2 separate regions of the Ovis aries genome follow, and region 1 is linked to region 2. Evidence: chromatin contacts called from public Hi-C data. All regions are on one chromosome and are shown on one strand. Each heading gives the region's core, a stretch centred on a gene start, on an enhancer-like site or on the middle of the called end of the contact. The rest is flanking DNA. Distances are from core to core; before and after follow the strand shown. Region 1 overlaps PRKCSH (protein kinase C substrate 80K-H). Region 2 holds the start of EPOR (erythropoietin receptor).

Evidence for each region. Hi-C and Micro-C count contacts between places; a contact is called where the count stands out from the background.
Region 1: a contact with region 2 is called in a Hi-C map of hypothalamus, with 4 times the contacts expected there. The contact joins the enhancer-like site here to the promoter of EPOR in region 2. A contact is called at or near these places in 3 of 16 Hi-C or Micro-C datasets (blood and hypothalamus).

The regions. Positions count from the first base shown.
Region 1 is chr5:13,548,344-13,556,248 of ARS-UI_Ramb_v3.0, forward strand. PRKCSH (protein kinase C substrate 80K-H) reads left to right here. Exons shown (of 18, transcript XM_042249979.1): 9 at 793-871; 10 at 2,540-2,626; 11 at 2,885-3,061; 12 at 3,135-3,231; 13 at 3,702-3,771; 14 at 4,044-4,133; 15 at 4,328-4,402; 16 at 4,495-4,594; 17 at 4,674-4,847; 18 at 4,991-5,321. The coding sequence ends at 4,820. It overlaps ELAVL3 (ELAV like RNA binding protein 3), which reads right to left. Exons shown (of 7, transcript XM_012177937.3): 7 at 5,671-7,905. Among named protein-coding and RNA genes, the nearest start is that of PRKCSH, 12 kb to the left of the region's middle. Within about 2 kb of position 2,393, at least 10 of the 54 cell types and tissues checked have an H3K27ac peak or open chromatin away from gene starts, as enhancers often do. A contact at or near this core is called in hypothalamus, where this site is marked.
Region 2 is chr5:13,504,511-13,512,123 of ARS-UI_Ramb_v3.0, forward strand. It overlaps EPOR (erythropoietin receptor), which reads right to left and starts at 4,489. Exons shown (of 7, transcript XM_042249975.2): 1 at 4,229-4,489; 2 at 3,239-3,374; 3 at 2,673-2,851; 4 at 2,438-2,595; 5 at 1,801-1,954; 6 at 1,626-1,713. The coding sequence starts at 4,343.

The DNA.
Region 1 (7,905 bases), core at 1,143-3,642, 42 kb after region 2:
TCCTCCCTCTCCCCGCTTTAGGAAACCAGCCAGAGCCCACCTCCTTGCCCTGGAGCCCGACCCCCTGGGGGCATGAGGGGGTGGGGAAGAGATGAGGGAAAACACCCCCTCGAGCTGGACAGGGAGACTCAGGATCTCAGTGCTTTCTGAAAGCCTACTCTGTGGCCTGGGACACTTTAGTGAAAGACGAAATCCTGACCAGTGCCCCTGAACTTACTGGCCAACCCCAAGCCAATGGCTCAGTGGAGGGTGGGCTTTAGGGAACAGGGAGGCTGGGCAGGTCCCCTGGTGGGAGGCCTGGGACTTTGGAGGGTTCTTGAGGGGAGAATGAGCAGGGCGATCCCCTTCCTGGTGGGCAGTGGCGGTGGGCGGCGGGATAGGGGCAGGATGTGGGGCCTGGGCCACCGTGGGTGTGTGGGTCTCCTGGGGTGGAGGATGCCAGGCCATGGGCGTTTCCTTGTTGGGCTCTAAGGGTGGGCCTTGAGGACTCGGCTGCCACTCCCACCCCTGTGCTTGTCCCTCCCTTTCGCTCCTCAGGGTTGTGGAGCCTCAGGAACGGGTAGGAGGCAGAGGACAGGGTGGCTAGGACCTGCCTTTCCCAGGGTAGAGACTGGACTGGGCCCTAACCCCAGACCTCATTTTTTCCCACCCTCCTTCCTGCCTTCTCTCCCTGCCCCAAGGTCCTGAAGCAAGTTCCCAGGAGGAGCCCTGGCCTGGGGTAGGAGTTGGGGGGCAGTTGACCAGGAGCCCATGGGCTCACTGCTCTATCGGCTTCTGCCTTTGTCGCTGCAGGGTCTCAGTGGCTGAGCTGCAGACCCACCCGGAGCTGGACACGGATGGGGACGGGGCATTATCAGAAGGGGAAGCCCAGGTACTGGGCCCACCCCTTCGCTGGAGATTCCTGGAGGGGATTGCCCCAGGGTGACCTCAGGGTGGGGGGCTGGGGTGGACAGAGGCAGGCCTTCTGTGGGCTACTCCCATGGAGAGTCCCCTGCTGGCCCAGGGCCAGGGTTCTGGGGGGCCCAGCCTGGCTGGTGTGGCCAGGCCTTGCCTGGTGCCTCAGGGCATCTCGTGGGGAGTTCAGTTCAGTTCAGTCGCTCAGTCGTGTCCGACTCTTTGCGATCCCGTGAATCGCAGCACGCCAGGCTTCCCTGTCCATCACCAACTCCCGGAGTTCACTCAGACTCACGTCCATCGAGTCAGTGATGCCATCCAGCCATTTCATCCTCTGTCGTCCCCTTCTCCTCCTGTCCTCAATCCCTCCCAGCATCAGAGTCTTTTCCAGTGAGTCAACTCTTCGCATGACGTGGCCAAAGTATTGGAGTTTCAGCTTCAGCATCATTCCTTCCAAAGAAATCCCAGGGCTGATCTCCTTCAGAATGGACTGGTTGGATCTCCTTGCAGTCCAAGGGACTGTCAAGAGTCTTCTCCAACACCACAGTTCAAAAGCATCAATTCTCTGGCGCTCTGCCTTCTTCACAGTCCAACTCTCACATCCATACATGACCACAGGAAAACCATAGCCTTGACTAGACGGACCTTAGTCGGCAAAGTAATGTCTCTGCTTTTGAATATACTGTCTAGGTTGGTCATAACTTTTTTTCCAAGAAGTAAGCGTCTTTTAATTTCATGGCTGCAGTCACCATCGGCAGTGATTTTGGAGCCCAAAAATAAAGTCTGACACACTGTTTCCACTGTTTCCCATCTATTTCCCATGAAGTGATGGGACCAAATGCCATGATCTTCATTTTCTGAATGTTGAGCTATAAGCCAACTTTTTCACTCTTCTCTTTCACTTTCATCAAGAGGCTTTTTAGTTCCTCTTCACTTTCTGCCATAAGGGTGGTATCATCTGCATATCTGAGGTTATTGATATTTATCCCGGCAGTCTTGATTCCAGCTTGTGTTTCTTCCAGTCCAGTGTTTCTCATGATGTGCTCTGCATAGAAGTTAAATAAGCAGGGTGACAATATACAGCCTTGATGTACTCCTTTTCCTATTTGGAACCAGTCTGTTGTTCCATGTCCAGTTCTAACTGTTGCTTCCTGACCTGCATATAGGTTTCTCAAGAGGCAGGTCAGGTGGTCTGGTATTCCCATCTCTTCCAGAGTTTTCCACAGTTGATTATGTTAGGTTCCCTGTACCATGCTCCCCCTCCCTACCCAGCATGCACACCTGGTCACCCGCCGCCTCAGCTCTGCCCTCACTGGCCTGGAGCCCTGCTCCCCACCCCATTGCTGCCCTGCTGGTCCTCACTCCCCACCTCACCCTGGCCTCTCTCTCAGCTCCTCTCCCTGGTCTCCAGTCCCCACCGGGCACCTCTCTGGCCCCCGCCTCTTTCCCACAGGCCTGTGCTGCCCCCTTCTGGCAGCCGCTCCTCACCCAGCCCGGCGCCAGTCTGGCCCTGGGCAAGTCAGCGCGTGCTGTGCCTGGCACCGCAGCCTGAGGGCCCCTGCACCCACTACAGGAGTGCCTGGGTTGGAGGTGGGGGGCACGTGGCGGTCCTGCCCCTGACCCCACCCCAACCTGACGCACACAGACCCTCCTTGGGGGAGACATGCAAATGGATGCTGCTTTCTTCTATGACCGCATCTGGGCCGCCATCAGGGACAAGTACCGGTCTGAGGTCAGTAGAGGGAGGGGAAGGATGTGATCCCAGTCCCCTCGCCGCCCCTGGACGCCTCACAAAGGCATTGCCTCCAGCTCTGGCACTGGGCCACCCTGGCCAGCTGGGCAGCCCCACCTCCTCTACAGAAGCCACCCCGCCCCCAGCTGTCTGTCCCTCCCTCCCTCTCTCTAGGCTCCTTGGAAGGGGCCGCCCTTGGCTCTGGGGGTGGGGGTGGACCCCTGAGTCCTCAGCACGACCTCTCCGCACATCCGGCAGGTGCTGCCCACTGAATACCCACCATCGCCTCCTGCACCCGATGTGATGGAACCCAAGGAGGAGCAGCCCCCCATGCCCTCACCACCCACAGAGGAGGAGGACGAAGACGAGGAGGACGAGGAGACAGAGGAGGATGAGGATGAGGAGGACGAGGATTCCCAGGGGGAGCAGCCCAAGGTGGGTGTTTAGGAGTGGAGGGGGTGATGGGTGGGAGTGGGGTTACTCGCTGACTCTGTCCCCCGACCCCCAGGACACCACAGCCCCAGTCCCAGCCCCCCAGACAGCCAGCCCCACCGAGGAGGACAGGATGCCGCCGTATGATGAGCAGACGCAGGCCTTCATCAACGGTGAGGGCTGAGCCTGGAAGGGAGGGGCCCCTCCCTGTCGCCAGCAGATGCAGGGACCCAAGAAACAGGCCCCGCCTGCTCCTCTAGGGGGCCTGGGGCTGGCCCAGGCAAGCCCAGGGAACTCCAAGCCACCTAGAGGGGGCTTCTGGGCCCTGGGGAAGCTGGCACCACCACACCAGTCCCAGGGGACCTTCTGCTTCCTCACGGGTGGCTGTTGTTTGTGCCGCCCTTGGCAGGCGAGGAACCAGCAGGGCCCCAGGAGCCCCGGCCCTACTCCCTCAAGAGCTGAGAGCCTGGGCGGGGCGGTAGGGTCTGCTTGGCAGCTGGCAAGGCCCAGGGGGTGTTCCTGGGCCCTGTCCTTACCCAGAGCCAGCCCTGGGGCTGGGGCAATCAGGCCTGTCTGCACCACCCCTGCCCTCTCTTCATGGATGGGGTGGGGACACCTCTGACCTCCTTCCCGACCCCACCAGCCGCCCAGGAGGCCCGCAACAAGTTTGAAGAGGCCGAGCGGTCCCTGAAGGACATGGAAGAATCCATCAGGTATGGGGGTACCCATGCAGTCACAGCAAGGCCACTTCTCCACTGCCCCATGGCCGCCTGCTGCCCAACTCCCCAGAGATGGTGGCGATGGAGAAGTCACTCAGGCAACCTTTGCAAGTTGGCGGTGGCTCCTGCAGGGAGAGTCCCCAGGCGGAGGGGACTGGAGCCCAGGCCCTGAGAGACCCTCCGCCACTCGAGCGGGCCTTCTTGGCATTGTCCGGAGTCGGGCTGGCATCCCCCACTGCCCTTTAACCTCCGGGTCTCCCCTTTAGGAACCTGGAACAGGAGATTTCATTTGATTTTGGCCCCAACGGCGAGTTCGCCTACCTCTACAGCCAGTGCTACGAGCTCACCACCAATGAGTGCGTCCCCTCTGGGCACGTTGGTGGGTGGGCTTGATGGGTCTGGGCCTGAGCAAGGATGGGGTGGGGAGGGAGGTGGGTGGGCTTAGGCACAGTCACTGGGATTTGAGGTACCTGCATGGCCCCGGTGTGGGGGGTTGTCGTGGAGGCTGGGACCCCTGTCCCCCCAACCCACCAGCCCCATCCCATGACAGGTACATCTACAGACTCTGCCCCTTCAAGCTTGTCTCGCAGAAACCCAAACTCGGCGGCTCCCCTACAAGCCTTGGGTGAGTGAGCTCGGGCTGGCCCACCTCTCGGCCCCTCATCCCCACCCTCGGCCGCCCCGGCCGGCCCCTCTCAGCACCCCACTCTCCCATAGCACCTGGGGCTCGTGGGCTGGCCCCGACCACGACAAGTTCAGCGCCATGAAGTATGAGCAGGGCACAGGCTGCTGGCAGGGCCCCAATCGCTCCACCACAGTGAGTGCCCGCAGGCTGGGGGAAGTGGAGTGGGGACGTGGCCTGCAGAGCCCACCTGAGCCCCACCTGCCCACCCTAGGTGCGCCTGCTGTGTGGGAAGGAGACAGTGGTGACCAGCACCACCGAGCCCAGCCGCTGCGAGTACCTCATGGAGCTGATGACGCCAGCTGCCTGCCCAGAGCCCCCGCCTGAATACCCTGTGGAGGGTGACCATGATGAGCTCTAGCCCCGCCCCACCCTGCCCAGCGCAGAGGTAGGTGGGGAGGTGGGGGTCACTCCCGTCCCCTACCGTTCGGGAGCATGGTGGGGCGGGGGGTGGGGGGGGCTCTTGGCCACATGGCTTCTCCCCCATCCATCTCCCTTCGTCTGTCTCATTTGGTTTCTCTCTGGTCCCAGAAATCAAGATGTGGAACCAGCCCCCAGTGGTGCTGCCCATCCACCCCCGAGTCTGTGGACCAAGGCCTGCCCCTGTGGGTCACCTCACCCACCCCACAGGGCAGGAAGCAGGTAGGGCTCCATGCCCTGCTTTTGGTTGGCCAGCGGGGCAGAGCCATGTTCCCAGGCCCCGGCTGCCTCCACAGATGGAATAAAAGAGCCTGTCCTGCTTGGGCCCCCACACCTTGGGGGCCTGGCCCGCCCTGCCTCCCCACCCAGGGCATCTGCCTTCCCTCTTGGTGGGGAAGTGACTTGACCTGTGATCCCCAAACAATAAACATGATCCCTCCAACTCATCTGTGTCTGCCTGGCTTTGCTGGGGTGTGGAAGGGCTGGGGCTGGAGAGGGCTGAACATGGGAAGCAGCTGTGCAGATCCTAGGGGGGCTGGCTCTGGTTTGAGGGTCTCACCTGAGATGCCCCATGGACAGCAGAGCCTGGAGCCATGTAAACAGACAGCTGTTGGGTCACTTCCATCTGGGTTTCTTCCTGGGCTGGTCTCAGACCCCACCACCCCAATCACGTGTGCTGTGGGGAAGCCAGGGGGCTCCAGGTGTGAGCTAGGCCCAGAGAGGGACAGTGGCGTGCACTCAGCCACACAGCAGGGCCAACTGGTGTGTGGAAGCACAGATACCTGAGGCCATAAGATTCTGAACTTTTATTTTTCTGGCATGAAAAGTACAAATAATTAAACAATTCCATGTAAAAGTCTGTTACCGCGGCCAGGCCTGTAATCCCGGTAATAAATAGTGTCTAAACTCAACGCAGTGTTCTTGTTGGGTTTTGGGTGTTTTTTTTGTCTTTTTTTTTTTTTTTTAACAGTTCTTTTATCACCTCCAACATGGACTCTGTCTTGATTTGAAACCATCCAAATAAATAACAGGATGAAGGAAGGGCTGGAGGGGCTGAGCCCCTTCCCCACGGGCCCTGCCCCTGCCCCACGCAGGGATGCGGAAGACCCCAGGCCCCACCTCCCCTGGGGTGAGGGGCTGGCCTCCAGGAAGGGGGCCTGGCTGGCTGGGCTGAGTTCTGTGTTTTAGAAAAAGGAGTCCCTTCCCAGTCGGGGGTGGCAGGGGCCCAGGGCCTCAGTTGAGGGGGGGTGTGGGGAGGTGCCCCCTCTCTGGAGCCCGGCCCCCCCCAGGGTGGGGGACAAACCCAGCCCTTATTGCTCACAGATGCCTCCGCCACGCTGTCCACGTGTGGACACGCGTCGCTGCGGGCGGACAGCAGAGGGGAGAAAGCCCCAAGAAAACAGAGGGAGAGGGATGGACCCGCTGGGGGGTCTGCCCTGCTGGAGGGGAGCGGGGAGGTTGGGGAGGACTTAAAAACCACAAGAATAAATAGGTTCGTGTATCAAGAACAAGCTAGGGTTTCACCAGCTAAATAGGACTGAAAAAATTCTCAAGACGAGCAAAAATAATCCCATTAAAGACCCCGGACGTCGCTGGCTGCAGGGACCGCCCTGCAGAGCACAGGCCCCCCCACGGGGTGCCGCTCGGCTACCATTACTGTTATTAATAATTATTATTACTTTAATGATTCCACTTCCCCTTTTATAAATAAATTAGGCATAACCACGTCTCGGCAAAACTTAAAGAAACAAAGAGAACATCGTGGTTCCTTTAAACTTGCAAACTGGATGAAGGAACAGAAATATACACAAATGTCCTTACAGGGCAACAAGGATAAATAGTTAACATAGCAATAAGTTAAAACTACAAGAAGCTCAATTCGGCAAAAAAGTACAAGAAAGTTAACTGGTGCCAGTTTATGTCTTTTTTTTTTCTTTTTTTTTAAATCTCTTCTGTGTGTGTGGTTTTTTTTCTCTTCCTTTTTTTTTTTTTTTTTTTGTCGCTTTTTTCCTCTTCTGTTTGTGTTTTTTTGTCGCTTTTTTGATTTTTTTTTTTCCTTTTTGTTCCTTGCAGCAGAAGCTCCACAGACGTTTAATAACAACACCGGGAGGGGTGGGGGAGAGAGAGCTGGGCAGTCAGATGGGGCCAAGGCCAGACACCAAACGCAGGGACACCGGAGGAGGGGCTGAAACTAGGGTTTGCCATTCTTGGCTCTGACGGGGCCCACTGTGGGGGTGAGGGGCTGCGAGGGCTCCCGAGGGCTCTGGCCTTTGGCTTCTGTTGGATTTTTTTTTTTTTTTAAACAAAGAATGAAAACTAGGGGGATGGAAAAGTCCAGACAGAAGCCGAGGCTGGGGCTCGGGATGGGGGCTGCGTCCACTGCCCTCACTGATCTGGAAAGACAGAAAAACCCAACAAACTGAAAGGGGGTGACAAGTGGACGGGAGGAGAAGGTGGGGCTGGGCCCCTGGGCCAATCCACCCTGGGCCTGTCCAGGAGAGTGGTGGGCGCTTGCTGCTGGGGGAGGCTCTGGAGTGGGGAGGCTCAGGGCCCAGTCTCCCCCTTGGCCTTGTGGGCCAGGGCATTTGGCCCAGGGAGGCTCAGCCCAGGGTCGGGGGTGGGGGTTCCTTTGGCCTCAAGTGTTGGTGGGGGGGGGGGCTGCCTCCAGCCCACCGTGATGCCAAAAGGGTAACGAGGTATCCTGTGTCTGGATGCATGGACGCTGTGTGTGCACGCCTGTGATCGTGGGCAGCAGGGACCACTGAGGAGCCAGGAGAGAGATCTCTGCAGAGAACCTGGGGCGGGGCCGGTGGGGCTAGAGTGTAGGGGGTGGGGTGGGGCCGGCTGGCCTTGCTAACAGAGGAAGTGGGCTGTGGACTGGGCTGGGGTCTGGGCTGTGACCGCTCACCTGGGCCTGAACGATGCTGTGGGCATGTCTGTGTGTCTCTGGGTGTTGTGACTATGTGTCTCCATGCCTGGCTGTCTAGATTTATGTCCAAATGCATCTGTCTCCACACGGCCACGTG
Region 2 (7,613 bases), core at 3,239-5,738:
GGGACTGAGGAACAGGGGTTCTGCCAAAGCATCTGCAAGGCCCTACAGAAGGGCAATGGGAACAGGGTTTTGAAGGATACATAGGAGTTCAATATACACTGCCTTATGGTCCCTCTAAAACCCACCCAGGCTTGTCTGAAAGTCCATTATGCTACTTTCCTCCTCACTCTTTTCCGTGGTTCTCCAGTGCATTCAGGCTAAAGTCCAAACTCCTCCATACAGAACACCCTACATGATCTAATCCCTGATACCTCCCTCATCCCCCCCGCCCCACCTTACACACTCTGCTCTAGGCATACAGCTTTTCTTGCAGCTGCTTCAATGTTCCAAGCTCACTCCCATCTCAGGACCTTTGCACTTGCTGTTTTTCGCTGCCTGCTTTTCACACGGCTGCCTCTTTCCCAGGATTCAGGTTTCTGCTCCAATGTCACCTCCTCTCACCTATCTATTCTGTCATGTCCCCCTGTGCATGCATGCTAAGTCACTTCAGTCATGTCTGACTCTTTGTGACCTTACGGACTGTAGCACACCAGGCTCCTCTGTCCATGAGATTCTCCAGGCAAGAATACTGGAGTGGATTGCCATGCACTCTTCCAGGGGGTCAGCCCAACCCAGGGATCGAACCCGAGACTCTTATGTCTCCTGCACTGGCAGGGGAGTTCCTTACCACTAGTGCCACCTGGGAAGCCCGATATTTCTGCTATCTCTCATCACAATTTATAATCAAATATCTGTTGGTTTCCTTATTTGTTGTGTGACTCAGCTATGAGATCCACAAGAGTAGAGACACATTTGGTTGGTTCTGCTCTTTCTTCCCAGTGCCTAGCACAGAGCTGGCACTCAGTATTTCCCAATCAAGTAAATAAACAAGGCTTTGAAAGAACTAGGAGATTGCTTGGCAGGCACGGCAAGAAGGACATTCCTGGCAGAAGGAACAGTGTATCCCAAGGCTTGGGAGTGTGAACACACATTGTATGTAATTGGGTTACAAAAACTGAATTACAAAAACCTCAGGATGGCTGGTCATGTCATAAAACATCTAAGGAGCTTGGCAACCGGTGAGAGGCATTTGGGGCTAAATCGTTTCATGAAGCCCATTTGGTTGGCTTTACAGAAGTTGATGAAACTGGGAAAAAAGTATTCAAAAAGAAGGGCTTCCCCGGTGGCTCAGTGGTACAGAATCCGCCTAAAAGGCAGGAGATGCAGTTAGACGCTGGTTCCATCCCTGGGTCGGAAGGATCCAGGAGGAGGGCATGGCCACCCACTCCAGTACTCTTGCATGGAGAATCCCAGGGACAGAGGAGCCTGGCGGTCTACAGTCCACGGAGTCGCGAAGAGTCGTACACGATTGAAATGATTTAGCATAGCACGCATGCACGTTCACAAGAGAATCCAAGAAGGAGCAGACACTGAGGTAGGAGGAAAACCCAAAAAATATATGCCCAAGAGCAGAGAATTTTAAATAAGAATCTGAGTGTGACTTGGCTTGCATCCCGACCCTGCCACCGACTTTTCATTCTGTAACCCTGGGCAAGTGCCTGCCCATCTCTGAGCCTAGGTTTTCACAGGGAAAGGGGAAAGTTAGTGGAGAGGAGTCTGAGCCAGATGCCGAGTGGGGCGCTCACCGGCGGTGGGAGAGCAGGGCTAGCACGGCCAGCAGCAGTAGAATGAGCACGAGGACGAGGGAGAGCGTCAGGATGAGGGGGTCCAAGTCTGGGGGAGCAGGGAAGAGGTCAGGGCAGTGAACTTGGCCCCCATGCTCCGCCCAGCCCCTCCTACCTCCCTTGCCTGGGGCCTCACCACTAGCCGTCAGCAGTGACGCAGGCTCAGACCAGGCGCTCCAGAAGCCACCGAAGCTGGGCTCGGCCATACGCGCGCGTACCATGAAGGCGTAGCGCGTTCCGCCCCGCAGGTTGCTCAGCAAGCACTCCGTGCGGCCGTCGAGGATCTCCACCTGTAGGCGGGGCCCGGGTGAGGGGTGTGTCCAATAGGGGCAGGGAGGGAAAAGGAGGGCATGTGGGGGTGGACTCTGAGGGAGCCAGCCAATCAGAAAAAGGAAGAACAGAAACCAAGCATGGGGAGGCGGGCAATGAAAGTAGGAGGCGGGGCCCAGGAAGGCTTGGGGCCAATCAGGATGGGGCCCTGGGTAGAAACGGGCGCACTCCGGCTATTTAACAGCTGGGCCTGCGAACAGACAGGGCGGGCACTGGAGCGGTCTAGGGTTCCGGACAAGAGTTAAGAAAGGTTGAGTCCAGGTGGGCTTGGGGCAAGGGGGTCATTGGGAAAGGGCACAAATCAGTGGACGTGGAGATGTCTTGGGCAGGGCGTGGAAGGGACGAGGCCGACGGGGCGGGGCCCTAGTGACAGTCTGGGTGAGACTTAGAGCGCCTGTCTAGTCTGGAGCCCTTTGGGGCTAGGTTATAGGGGCGGGCCTCACCCTCTGTGCGCCCCCTGCGGCGTTCTCTGCCGAGATGTTCACCTCATAGCGGATAAGGCTCGCCATGGGTGCCCCAGGCGGCGGGAGCCAGCGCAGTACCACGTGGCCGCCCTCGTCGGCCCGCCGAGCCACAAGCCTGGCGGGAGGGTCTAGGAGCACTACGGAGAGGGGTTTGCTTAGGTGGGCGGAAACTGGGACTCCCTCCCGACCAATCCCCCGTTCCCAGCGCACTTACCCACTTCGTTGACGTGAATGGTACGGCGGTAGCGTGAAGCGCCCGAGGAGGCCGCAGTGACGTGCAGCTCTAGGGGCACGAAGCTCGACGTGTCGGCTGTAGGCAACGAGCACCAGAAACGCACCAAGCCGCGGGCGGTGGGCGTCTGATGCAGGCGGCATGGCTTCCACGGCTCACCCCTGTTCAACCAGGAACCAGCGAGGGTAGGGGGATCAAGTTTGAGGTTTCGCGGGGACCGAGGGCGCGTTTCTGGACACTACCACCAGGGGGCGTCGCAGCCCCGACGTACGCGACGCCTTAAGTCCTGCTTTGGAGCGGTATTGTTCCTGCCCTGAAGTTTGCGGTTGCCCTCCAGCAGTGATCACAGGAGTGTTCCAGCCCCGACCACTAGGGTGCACGTCAGCTCTGACTCCGTGAGCTTCCCACAAGTGCCCACCAGCAGAGATGCCAGCCGGTCCCTGGCACCAGGAAACATCCCAAGATGCGAGCTCCTGGGAAGTCTGCCCGGCCAGCCCGCCCCCTGCACCTGTGGGGCGCTCCATCTGACCCCGCCTCGTCCAACTCACTCGAGCTGGTAAGAGAAGCTGTAGTTGTCCGGGCCGACTCCGGCGGTGGCCGCTTCCTCCCAGAAACACACCAAGTCCTCCAAGCGCTCGGTGAAGCACAGAAACTCATCAGGCTCGCGGGCTGTCAGCAGGGCCGCTGAGGATGCGGGTAAGGGGAGGGGGTCAAGGGACCCGAGCCCCTTTCTCGAGCCACAGCATCCTTCCCTCCCTCCTGCTGCCTGTGCGGACCGATAAGAAAAAAAAGCCCCGCCCCCGTTCTTCCAGCGGGGCCCTTCAAAGGGTCCGCCGAAGTAGTGCCCCCCAAACTTCCAAGTGTAGGTTGCGTGTCTTATTGTCTCCCTCCAACACACACGCCGCCCACCAGCGACCGGCTTTGCTGACCGTAGCATTCAAGGCCTCCGCCTCCCGCTGCCGCCCCCGCCCCAGCCTAGGGACTTGCGTGAGGGTGAGTGTGTGTGCAGGAGGCGGGGTCCCCTATCAGCCCCGGCAGGCTCCCGGCGGCCCGATAGCGCCAACCGTGCCCCCCGTTCCCCTCCCTCAACCCCGCGGACCCAGGGATCTGGCGCCCGCATGCCAACCGTGTTTACAGTTGCCTGGGGCTCGGCCCCTCTGACTCGGACTCGGGTTTTACCCTCCCTTCCCACTTGGAGGTCGGCTAGATCTCCTTAGCTCAGCGACTCTAGCATACAGGACTCTAGACTACAGCACCACCCCTGCCCCATTTAGCGTTTAGCACGTCCCAAGTTCATTGAAGAGATAAAGCAGGACTCTTATGCCCCTTTCTAGCTTCTCCCCGAGAATCTAATCTGGGGATATAGACCCCAGCATGCCATGAGATCCCAGTCTAGGGGTTCAGACACCATCTTGGGCCCCAGGTCACAGACTCAGAATGAGAACCTGGGTGGCCCCAAGGATCCGGGCAGGAAGTTCGGGTCCCAATATTGCCCTCCAAGATCCAGTGCTGGGGTCCACACTCAACTCCACCCTTACCTTTGTTTTCAAACTTGGGGTCCGTTGGGTTGGGTGGGGGAGCCCAGGCTGCCCCAGCGAGCAAGAGGCAGAGGAAGCCAATTCCAGGACGGAGGGGTGACGGGAGATGATACATAATGTAGCCCCTAACGCCGGGGGCCCAGGGCTCCTGCCCTCCGCCCCCCCCCACTTCTTCCGCCCCTGGCACAGGCCACAGCTGGGTCAGCAGCTGCCTCCGCCGGACACAGCTGACCAGGCCTTCCCGGCCAGGCGCCTCCAAGTGGCAGCTCCCCCGAGGGGGCGGGACCAGCAGGCAGCCCGAGCTGAGATAAGAGGGAGGCAGCCGCCCTATGGGGCCTGGTTACAGAGAGCAGGGGCCCTGAGCTCCGCACCTCCTTGAGGGTGGAGGGAAGGAACTGCTCTGCTTTCTGCCTCAGATACACTTTCTTGCTGTGTGACCCTGGACGGGTTACTTACCTTATCTGAGCTTCAGCCTTTTAATCTATAAAATCCGACTTGGCACATAGCAAGCATTCAAAAAATGTAAACTGTAACTACTGATATTATCGTACTAATCAACATCTCTTCCCAGTCTGGGTAGGAATATAATAAGCCTAATAGTAGCCGTTGAATGTTTGCACAATGTTGGGAAGTACTGCCAGATAGTAAGTAAGTAAGAAAGAGCCTGCATTTGTAAAAATTACATGTATTCTAGAATGCGAGATTTTATTTGTGATTTTGGGGGCATTTTCTGCTTACATGTGTATACTCTTGGGATTTTATTTTACAAGGAACGTGCAGTTCTTTCAATAATCTGTAAAGTATAGAACAAATCATAAAAGCTGTTCTCTCGGGCTGAGCTTCAACTGGGGTAAACACCCTCCGCCCAAAGGAGACGCATGCCTGGGGAAGCAGGGGATACCTACTTTATTGCGTCAGCCAGCCCCAGATTAGCCAATCAGAGAGCTCCATTCCCTGGAGCACGGTAATTGGTTCAGGGGTGGCATGTGACCCAAGGGGATCCAATGAGCTTCCATTCTGGGACTTTTCCCTGGAGTAGCTAGGAAAGGAGGTGCAGCTTTCTATTAGATGACGGGGTAGGCAGATGGAGTAGCCAGAGACATCTTTGTCATTAGGAGGAAAAAAATTGGCTGATGGTGAAGCTAAGGTGGGCTTCTGCACTGTCTATTCCCTCCACTTGCAAGGTTCTTCCTCTACATGGACATGCAGCTCACTCTCAGTTTACTCAGGACTCTAACTAAACGTCACTTCCTCAGTGAAGTCCTCCTGGATCACCTGTTCAAAATAGCAACCCTCTCACCGCCCACCCCTCACCCCCCACAATGTCAGTCCTTAAATGGTTTGGCAGCAGCAGCAGCATTTTGCATTCCCTGTACTTTTCGTATAAATATGTAATATGTATTTGATGTTTTGTTATTGATTCGCCACCTTCATTAGTCTGTTTTGTTCATTTCTATATCCCCAGCACCTACAACAGAGCCTGGCATACAATAGGAGGTCAGGAAATATTTGTGGAGTAAAAGATAAGCGAAAAACCAACCTGAGAGGTGTAGGGAGACAGCTGACCTGTGTTAGCCACTGGAGAGAGCTATTCCTGAGTACTCCTACACCTGTTTTTTTTTTTTTTTTTAACCTCCTGCACTTTTAAAAACAGAAGTGGAGGGATTCCCTGGCTGTCCAGTGGTTAGGACTCTGTGCCTCTGCAGGGGGCGTGGATTTGGTCTCTAGTTATGTAACTTCTACGCAGAGTACATCATGAGAAACACTGGACTGGAAGAAGCACAAGCTGGAATCAAGATTGCTGGGAGAAATATCAATATCCTCAGATATGCAGATGACACCACCCTTATGGCAGAAAGTGAAGAGGAACTAAAAAGCCTCTTGATGAAAGTGAAAGAGGAGAGTGAAAAAGTTGGTTTAAAGCTCAACATTCAGAAAATGAAGATCATGGCATCTGGTCCCAATCACTTCATGGGAAATAGATGGGGAAACAGTGGAAACAGTGTCAGACTTTATTTGGGGGGACTCCAAAATCACTGCAGATGGTGACTGCAGCCATGAAATTAAAAGACGCTTACTCCTTGGAAGGAAAGTTATGACCAACCTAGATAGCACATTGAAAAGCAGATATATTACTTTGCCAACAAAGGTCCATCTAGTCAAGGCTATGGTTTTTCCAGTGGTCATATGTGGATGTGAAAGTTGGACTGTGAAGAAAGCTGAGTGCTGAAGAATTGGTGCTTTTGAAGTGTGGTGTTGGAGAAGACTCTTGAGTCCCTTGGACTGCAAGGAGATCCAACCAGTCCATCCTAAAGGAGACCAGTCCTGGGTGTTCATTGGAAGGACTGATGCTGAGGCTGAAACTCCAATACTTTGGCCACCTCATGCGAAGAGTTGACTCATTGGAAAAGACCGTGATGCTGGGAGGGATTGGGGGCAGGAGGAGAAGGGGATGACAGAGGATGAGATGGCTGGATGGCATCACCGACTCGATGCACATGAGTTTGGGTGGACTCTGGGAGTTGGTGATGGACAGGGAGGCGTGGCATGCTGCAATTCACAGGGCTGCAAAGAGTCGGACACGACTGAGCAACGGAACTGAACTGAGGGGAACTAAAATCCCACATGCCTTACTGAGGAACAAACAAACAAACAAAAAAAACAAGTCAATGAGAATCTCTTCCTCAGGAAATTGGCATTTGGATTGTGTTTGTGTGTGTGTGTGTGTGTGTGTGTGTGTGTGTGAGAGAGAGAGAGAGAGAGAGAGAGAGAGGGAGAGAGAGAGAGAGGCAGAAACTGTAAACTGTTTCCTTGGGTAAGAGCATATGTTCTGATGCATTCCACGTGTCACTTGCCCTGAAACCTTAGATAAGCTACTTAACCGTCGCTCGTCTTGGTTTTTCATGTATAAAATGGGCATGATAATAATGCCCCCTCACAAGGCTTATGTGAGGATTATGAATAGATTACATCAGGTTATGAGAACATGCCTGCCACACAGTAAGTGCTCAGTAAGGACAGCAATTATTTGCTTAAGCTAATTTAAGAAGGACAGGGAAGATTGTGCTGCAGTCCATGGGGTTTGCAAATAGTCTGACATGACTTAGTGACTGAACAACAATAACAATTTAAGAATCCTGCTACTTACATCCAATTGCTTTTTTAAATGAATTAATTTGGCTGCATTAGGTCATAGCTGCAGCATGTGGGATCTTTTGTTGCAGTGTACAGATTCTCTAGTTGTGGCATTCAGGCTTAGTTGCTCTGAGACACATGGGATCTTAGTTCCCTCACCAGAGATCAAACCCGTGTCCCCTGCATTGCAAGGGGAATTCTTAACCAATGGACTGCCAGGGAAGTCCCAGGCATTTTCCTTGCATGGCAG